Linked DNA regions of Mus musculus: regions 2 and 3 are each linked to region 1. The links are chromatin contacts, called in public HiChIP or PLAC-seq maps. All regions are on one chromosome and are shown on one strand. The core of a region is the stretch at or near the end of the contact, and the rest is flanking DNA. Distances in the headings are between cores, read along the strand shown. Region 1 overlaps Gm39606 (a long non-coding RNA gene). Region 2 has its middle 9.1 kb from the start of Gm22807. Region 3 has its middle 11 kb from the start of Gm39608.

Region 1 (2,700 bases), core at 181-2,680:
CATCTGTCACCCCCTGGGGGTGGTGGCAGGAAGACAGAGCCCTCTGGTCAGCAGGCCTAGCTGAACCATTATGTTTACTGAGAGACTGCATTCCTTACTTGCCTTGATGCTCTGACAAAAGTGACATTAATTTACATCATGGTTGGGGAGCAGCAGGAACTTCAGGGAGCTGAGCCCATTGCTTTGCAGTCAGCAAAAAGAGAGGAATGGATATTCAGGATTAGATAGCTCCCTCCTGTTTATGTAGTCCAGGACCCAAGCCCAGGGAACCACAAAATCTTCCATGTCAATCAAGACACCCTCTAAGGTATGCCAGGTGATTCCATCCAAGTTCTGTCAAGTTGACAATTCATAGTGATACTCACAGGAGCCGTGTCTCCAGTGGACAGTGATGGAGGAGGACACTGATCTGGTCTCCTCAGGTACTTACACACATGCATGTGTACCCACACGAACACACAGACACCACATACCCACACATTTAAATATATATGTACACACACCAGTGGTTCTCAATCTCCCCCGTGCTTCAACCTTTAATACAGTCCCTCATGTTGTGGTGACCCCCAACCATACAATAACTCTAAGTTTGCTGCTGTTATGAACTGTAACGTAAATTTCTGATATGTGGGGTATCTGATATTCGACCCTTAAAGAGGTCACGGCACACAGGTTGAGAACTGCTGACATACACAAACGTTTTTTAAATACTAGGCTTGGACTGTAGCACACTGGTAGAGTGCCTTCCTAGCCTGTATGAGGTTCTGAGCTCCATCCGATAAAAAAGGTGGGTGTTGGCCGGCTGCAATCAGACGGCCTGGTGCACTCTGAGCACGCACTGAATTTGATATAAGCACTCACTGGAGAAGGAACACAGAAACCCAATTTGTGAAGATGGTGCCATCTCAGGATGGCTACTGCAGGACCGGAGAGGGAAGCCAGAGAGTTCCCTGCTTCCCAGGGGTTGGCTGTGAACAGAAGACTGGGCGGGGTAAATAGAAGATGGACAGGCGAGAGCAATTCTAAGCATTCCTCCCCAGGTCTGAGTTAGCCGCGCTGCTGAGGAGGTCGGATCAAGGAGCAGGAAATTCCTAGCAAAGGTTTCAGGATGATTAATAGGTTGAGGGGTACACAGCATCTCTGCATCCTTAACTAAGTGCTTTCTCGTGGGAGCCTAGGATTTTTAGAAGACAAAGACATCCAGAAGAGTCTGGGAACCATGGGGAATCAGTGATTGATCCCCTTGGATTTCAGAAGTAAGGAAAACCCATTACCCAACCTTTTAGGGACCAATATTGAGTTCCTGTTTCGGAAGGTCTCCCTAGGTAATTAAGGGATTGCTGAACGCGCAGAAGGCACTCTTACACACGGGTTAGCCTGCTAACTCTCAGCTCTCACCCTCTGCCACACTTAGATCTTTCCGGAACACATCACACAAACTGCTCACAGGCAGGGCTGCATCTTTTATTATTCACCCAGTGACCGAACACCGACTTCTCCAGACCCCCACCCTAAGGATGCATCCCGATCACAGCTTCTTGCCTTCCCAGCCCCCTCTACCCAATTCCAAATTCCATCGTCGTCGGGGTTGGAAAAAAAAAAAAAGAGTCCACGGCATCCTGGGTTATATGATTTTAACTCTGCCAATCCCAAAGGCTCCAAGTGTCGCAGCTTCCTGCTGGGGAATAGTGACTGAGACATCTCCCTGGGCTACTTAGGTTTGGGGTCGTACCCCCAACCTCCAGTCCCCATGCCTGAGCACCTGAGACAGGGGTTCTCTGTGTAGCCCTGGCTGTGTTGGAATTCGCTGCGTAGACCAGGCTGGCCTGAAACTCCGCGATCTACCTGCTTCTGCCTCCGGAGTTTAAAGGCAAGCGTCACCACGCCCGGCTTTGTTTTTATTTTAAGAACTGAAACAAGTTATCAATTGGAAACTCCCAAGGTATCTCCAGAGAGCTTCCAGAGGCCATTGGGTCTTGAGGTCTCTATGACTTTCGAGCCGTGAGGCTCTGGGGTCGCGATCCCCACAGGGTCCTCCCTATGGTTGTTGGTACTACTCGGTCTGGGACACCCTAGCCGGGGGCGTTCTGGAACCGCTCTGCATTGTTGCATAAACCCTGCTCGTCCCACCTGCGCTGAAGTTAGCCTCATCTCAGGCTCGGCTAAATTCTCCACTAGACAGATGCGAGCAGGATAAGAAACGTAATCGGGAAGGGGCCCGGGATGCAGGCGCCGTATTTAAAGAACACATACAAACACACTTGCAATATCCCTGGTCAGTCGCTCCCCCAGGCGGCGGCGCAGCGCCCTCTGGAGGCAGAGCGTGGCCTTGCAATCCCTGCACGCCTGAGAGCTGTGCGCCAGAGCCAGGGGAACCTGAAGCTTTTGGAGAAACTGCAACAGCTTGGGGAAGGGAGTGAAAGTGTCCAGTAAGTTCTGAGAAACGCCAAGGACAAAGGAAAGGGGTCTTCATAAAGACAGGCTTTCTGTGTTTAGCTCTGGCTGTCCTAGAACACCAAATGGCCCCAAACTCAGAGATCTACCTGCTTCTGCCTCCTAAGTGTTGGGCCATCCTTCAGGGCTCCTCCTTCCATTTTCAATGAATCCCTGAAATCTTCCCGACACAGTGCCACCCGTTACCTACAGTTTGATGTTATTTATTTGTTTGTTTGTTTGTTTGTTTGTTTGTTTATTTTTAAA
Region 2 (2,700 bases), core at 174-2,673, 400 kb before region 1:
CTGCACTTTGACCCTATCACAATCAAGGGGTATCCAGTCTTCAAGGCATAAAAACCAAATCTAGCAACCAAAGGGACAGAAAAAACCACCAAGAGTGGAGTGGCTAAGAAGAGTGGGAACTCAGAGGTGTAGCTTTGGATCCCACTGTGTAGCTGTGTAGTGGAAGGGGTTTTCCGTCTGCTTCCGCTCTACTCCATGAAACAGGCACACAGGCTGGCAGGCAGTCACTCAGGCGGGCGGGCAGACAGGGATTTCCCTGGGACTGTGGGAGGCCCTGAGCCTCCAGTTCCTAGTACAGTTGCTCTAGCAGGGGCTGTGACCCCATTCTAAGCACATATCACCCATAAGCATGAACCCAGTGGGAAGAACACAAAAATAAACTACTATTGTTTTCCTCAAGAAAGCACAGGTTTGCAAAAGCAAAATCCAGCTCCCCTGTAGATCTACCCTGTGTGCTGGGGGTCCCTGCGCAGACTTAACCACTAGTCTGGTGACTGTTTCTTGAACAGTGCCTCCAATGCTTTCTTGTTGATTTCTCCGTTTCCAGTTTATCTGTTTTGTGCATAGGATCCATGCACATACATTTATTTTTAATTTTCAAAATTTTATTTATTATTGTTTGCATAATCTCTGTGTGTGTGTGTGTGTGTGTGTGTGTGTGTGTGTGTGTGGTGTGTGTGTGTGTTTGTGTGTGTGCATGTGTATGCATGTGCATGCCACAACACAAGTTTGAAGGTTTGAAGGAACAACCTTTGAGAGTCAGTTTTCTTCCACAGTGGGTTCTATAGAACTTAAGTCATCAGATTTCCACACAAGTGCTTTCTGCCACTGAGCCACCTCAGCAGCCACACATACGTTTATTCATGCAACAACCATTCCATGAGTGCAACCAGACCTTACACAGGACGTGGACTTGAGGGCTGCAATGGGTAGCACCGTGTACAGCACAAACCTGAGAGGGGCTCTCTCTCACTGAGGGACCAGAGAGACAGGCGTTCTCAGGCAGGCCCAGATGAGGTGGGCCTCAGTGCCCATCAGTGGTGGTTAAGCAGTGCTGGGCCCTGCCTTGTCCTGCATCAGAGCTCAGGTCTGAAGAGGCAGTGAGTGAATTTGTGATGATTAAATAGGATTTTCCAAGGCTACCAGCAAGCAGAGGTGCTAAGACTAGCAGAGTTCAGCAGCCTGTACAAAAGACAGAGAAGCAATAAAGGGCAACATACTGGCCAATAAAGGCCGGCTACTGATGCTGCTGGGGGTCCCAGTGTGGGGGTGGGGTGGCCAGCTACTGATGCTGCTGGGAGTCCCAGTGTGGGGGTGGGGTGGTGTCTAACTGGTGGCTAGGCACTAGAGGTTCAGAGGATGTAGAAAGGAGACTGTGCTGAGTCTTGGACTCAATGTGCCTCCAATGTTTTCTTGGAAGTTTGGACTTTATCCTGGAATAAGCATAAGTATGCAGGAACTATGAATCAGATCGGGACACAAACACACACCTATAAAACAAATTCAAATCCACATGCATTCTCATTCCACTGGACATAACTATATTCCTGGGTATGTACTTGCTTGAGGTCATTTCCAGGTGTCTCCCACCTGTCGATCAAACAGGAACCCTCAGCACCCAATTCTACCCTCTCAAGCTCCAGTGAGCCCCTGCTTGCTGGTCCCTGCTGTCCTGTTCGGACACACCCCATCAGCCATGTTCTCTGTGTGTCTCCGCTGACTTTCCCTTAAATCAAGGAAGTGCTTCTGTTTCTCAGCTCTTTCCAGGGACCACCTAGCAGTCCTTCTCATGTACTCCTGAAGGGATGGGCGCCCACCATTCACAAGCGGCTGTGACGGAGGTGAGGATAACAAGCTGGGGAACATCATTCCTTGGTGGGAGAGGGAAGGAATACCAGCTACCACTGTCCCACCACCATGGGCGTGGTACTTTGCCCTGGAGATGTCTACACAAACCTTTTTCAAAGCCCTCTGACTCAGAGACAAAGAATCCCATCCCTGTGACTGTCACAGCCAGCTCTAATCTCAGCTCCACCATCAGAGAAAGACACAGATTACTGTGAAGGCAATGGTGCCTAAGGTCCAGGGCCCTGGGACACATCACAGTTCTCCCGTGGAAAATATATGCATATACATCACATGTATAATATAGACACATACATATGTTGAGAGAAAGTTGATCTCATTCTCTCTCCACTTGCTGTCCCCAGGCATCATGCTTCTGCCACAGTAAGGCCCTCCTGGACTGAGGATAGGAATTTGGGGGACCCAGCTGAGGAGAAGCTGATTAAAGACATATTAGATGTGAGTTTGTGGTCCATGTTGGGATGGGAAGGGCATGAGAGCCCACTCTGCCAGCTCCCACGAGGCCCTTCTCTGCAGGCACAGAAGGGATATCACAGTGAGTGTAGACCAGGGGCTTGGCACTGAAGCGAGTCCAGGAGAGGATTAAGATGCATGAAGCCAACACATTTTAATGGGAAAATTCTTCTAACTCTTAGAGCACAGATATGAAAGAAACCTTTATAAAAGACTGTCTAGGTTTAGCTACAGTCCTCAGAGTGCACGGGGCATTACCAGCAATGAGTCGTGAAGCTGCAAGGAGCTTTACTATGAATAGCTCAGAAAAGCACACTTCAAACACACTAGAAAAGGCGGCTATCTGCTCTCTCAAAGAACTGAATCAAAACTGCTGACACG
Region 3 (2,700 bases), core at 188-2,687, 430 kb before region 1:
CTTGTGGGAATTTTATGGCAAAACAGAGAAAACACAGTTTTGAAGTGTTTTACTCCTATTGTTTTATATGCATAGATGTTTTGCTTGTATACCATGTGCATGTCTGCATGGTACCCAGCAGACGCTAGAAGGGGACACTTAATTCCATGGATCTGGAGTTACAGATAGCTGTAAGCCATCATGTGGCTGCTGAGAATTGAACTTGGATCCTCTCGAAGAGCAACAAGTGCTCTTAATCCCTAACCATCTTTCTAGCCCTGAAAATATCTTTAATTTTCCCCACAACGTTATGTGTCTGAATGTTTTGCCTGCATGTATGTTTGTGTACTACATGCATACCTGGTCCTCATGGAGGCTAGAAGAGGGCATTGGATCCCCTGGAACTGGAGTTACAAATGGTTGTGAGCTGCCAAGTGGGTACTAGAACCGAACCTTGGCCCTGTACAAGAGCAGCAATGGCTCTTAACTATCGAGTCATCTCTTTAACTCACCTTGCCCTCCTAAAGTCTTTTGATTTTTGTCTTTTCTTTTAGTTTCACCTAGTCTGTAGTCATGGTGTTCCGAAAACATGGTCAGGCGTTGGTGGTGGTTGTTTGGGGTGTGTGTGTGTGTGTGTGTGTGTGTGTGTGCGCAGGTATTTTGTTCTGTTTTGAGACATGTAGCCCAAGCTGGCTTCAAACTCACTGTGTAACTGAGGATGACCCCGAATTCTTGATTCTGCCTCTGGCTCCCAAGTGCTGGGATTCCATGCTTGCCATACTCAGCTGACATCATGAGACATCACCACATTCTAACTGAGCATGGACTGGGATATCCTTCTATGTGTCCTGTCCCCTTGCCTTTCAAACACTCCCACCACCCAGGACTCTAGGAGAGGGCCCAAAGGAAGATTCAGAAAAATAGATCCTATTCATGCCTCAGAACCCCTTATCCCGAAAGGCTTGAGAACAGCCTGGGAGACCATGACCTCTAAAACCTTCAAAGAGATGAGCAAGGCCACTCCCAGGAAACAATACAACAAACTAGATCCTGTCAAAGATGTGAGGGGATTTCCTTGACTGTCATGTTGTTGGGAAGCACATAGGTCACAGGGTACCCACTGTCACTGGTACCATCTCACCCTGTACCAGTGAGAATCTAGTCAACACCATGTATACCCAAAGCTTTGACACCCCCCACACACACCTACACCCACACACACTTCTATCTGTTTTATTAACATCTTGAGATTTCTATGAAGTAGAAATACAGAGTATTCTGACAGCTGGGCTCCCCCTCCTTGCTGGAAAGAGATGACTGGCTTTTTAAGGGGTGGGATCCTTGTTTGGTGTGGCATCCCTGGTTGGGAGGGGCAGCTAAAGTAAGCCAGAGTCCAGGGAACAAAGCTGGCACAGCCACCTGATGGCTGAATGCCAAATCCACCTTTCCAGATATGCCACCTCAGCAGGCCCTGGTGAGTAACTCCACTCCTGGAACAATGGCTGTCTGTGTGTAAAGGGCCCGAATATGAACTGGGCTCTCACTGCCTGCCATGTTCACAAGTGATGAGTCAACTGGAGTTGAGTGGGGACCTCAGCAGGAGATTAGGTCAGACACATGAAAACCAAACAAAACCAAACAGCGAGAGTGTCTCCAACTGACCTGGTAAGCGGAGAGTATGACGGAGCTCCCATAGGAAGGTGAGGGGGGACTGTCATCAACTGGTCCAGTGTGAAGAACAGGATACAATAAGAAATATAGCCACTTGGCGTTAGATTCTCAAAGCAAGTCCTCCAGACTTCCTTCTGACCCTCCCCCACTCTTTGCACCAATATGCCATAAGACTGGGTCCACACCCAGCCGTCTGGAGAGACACAGTAACTGCCCACAGCCACAGTCCCACTCTCCTTCATCCAGTTTCACAGGAAGTTTTGTGTCTTCTACTTTGGGCTGCCTGCAAACTGAGTGTCAAGCAAACATGTCAGGCATAGGTGACTTTGAATTCTGGGCAATCTATCCTGATTGGCCCTTTCCCTCACCTAATGATATTCTATCTTTGTGTTTCACTAATGCACTATGATCCACATCTAATCCTTTAAGGAATGAGGTGGGGTAAGAACAAATAGATAAGTCATTAAGCTGACCTCAGAGTGAAATTCAAACAACCCATGAGTCTTCTGTATTCCCACCCAGCAGGGGCGGTGGAGACAATGGTCTCTTCTTCCTGCAGAAGGGCAGAAAAGCAAGAGTGCAGAGCTGCCCTGGGGGTAGTATTCTCCAGCCTTCTCATGAGTACTTCAAGTGTTCATTTATTCATTGTAAGCTTAGATTTTTCAAAACCTACTTTAATCAGAGTTCTTAAATGCTTTAACCTCCTTTCTAGTCCACCACCCACCAGAGGCAGTGGAAAGGACAGGTTAGTAGGGCAAAAGGGGGATGTAGACCTGTTTAGAAATTGTCTTGGGGCGATTCCAATCTTTACTGTCAGGATACCAGCAGTTCAGTTCACAGGAATCAGCAGCAGTAGCTTGATCCACTTGCAAACACCAGCAATGGCAGCTTGGTTCAGTAGAAACCACAAGGCTCTGCCAATTGGCCCTAGATCTGAGGAAGTGGCAAGAGGCTGCTGGAATATCACAAGAAGTTTTTGGTACATTCCTCTCTACAAAGTCATGACAAACAATAATTAATAAAGAAGGCAAGGCGAACCAACACCACACA

What was found. HiChIP or PLAC-seq counts read pairs in DNA pulled down with a chosen protein or histone mark.
Region 2: a FOXA1 HiChIP or PLAC-seq map of pancreatic cancer cells shows a contact between it and region 1. The contact joins two enhancer-like sites. A contact is called at or near these places in 5 of 115 datasets of contacts at active chromatin or transcription factors (astrocytes, bone marrow-derived macrophages, cardiomyocytes and 2 more).
Region 3: a FOXA1 HiChIP or PLAC-seq map of pancreatic cancer cells shows a contact between it and region 1. The contact joins two enhancer-like sites. A contact is called at or near these places in 2 of 15 datasets of contacts at CTCF or cohesin (the NIH/3T3 cell line and embryonic stem cells), 2 of 484 Hi-C or Micro-C datasets (the C2C12 cell line and the N1E-115 cell line) and 9 of 115 datasets of contacts at active chromatin or transcription factors (bone marrow-derived macrophages, embryonic forebrain, embryonic midbrain and 4 more).

The regions. Positions count from the first base shown.
Region 1 is chr11:20,454,786-20,457,485 of GRCm38.p6, reverse strand. Gm39606 (a long non-coding RNA gene) reads right to left here. Exons shown (of 2, transcript XR_872284.2): 2 at 1,451-2,700. Among named protein-coding and RNA genes, the nearest start is that of Gm39606, 3.1 kb to the right of the region's middle. Within about 2 kb of position 1,430, at least 50 of the 459 cell types and tissues checked have an H3K27ac peak or open chromatin away from gene starts, as enhancers often do. A contact at or near this core is called in pancreatic cancer cells, where this site is marked.
Region 2 is chr11:20,855,659-20,858,358 of GRCm38.p6, reverse strand. No RefSeq gene overlaps it. Among named protein-coding and RNA genes, the nearest start is that of Gm22807, 9.1 kb to the right of the region's middle. Within about 2 kb of position 1,423, at least 17 of the 459 cell types and tissues checked have an H3K27ac peak or open chromatin away from gene starts, as enhancers often do. A contact at or near this core is called in pancreatic cancer cells, where this site is marked.
Region 3 is chr11:20,885,993-20,888,692 of GRCm38.p6, reverse strand. No RefSeq gene overlaps it. Among named protein-coding and RNA genes, the nearest start is that of Gm39608, 11 kb to the left of the region's middle. Within about 2 kb of position 1,437, at least 32 of the 459 cell types and tissues checked have an H3K27ac peak or open chromatin away from gene starts, as enhancers often do. A contact at or near this core is called in pancreatic cancer cells, where this site is marked.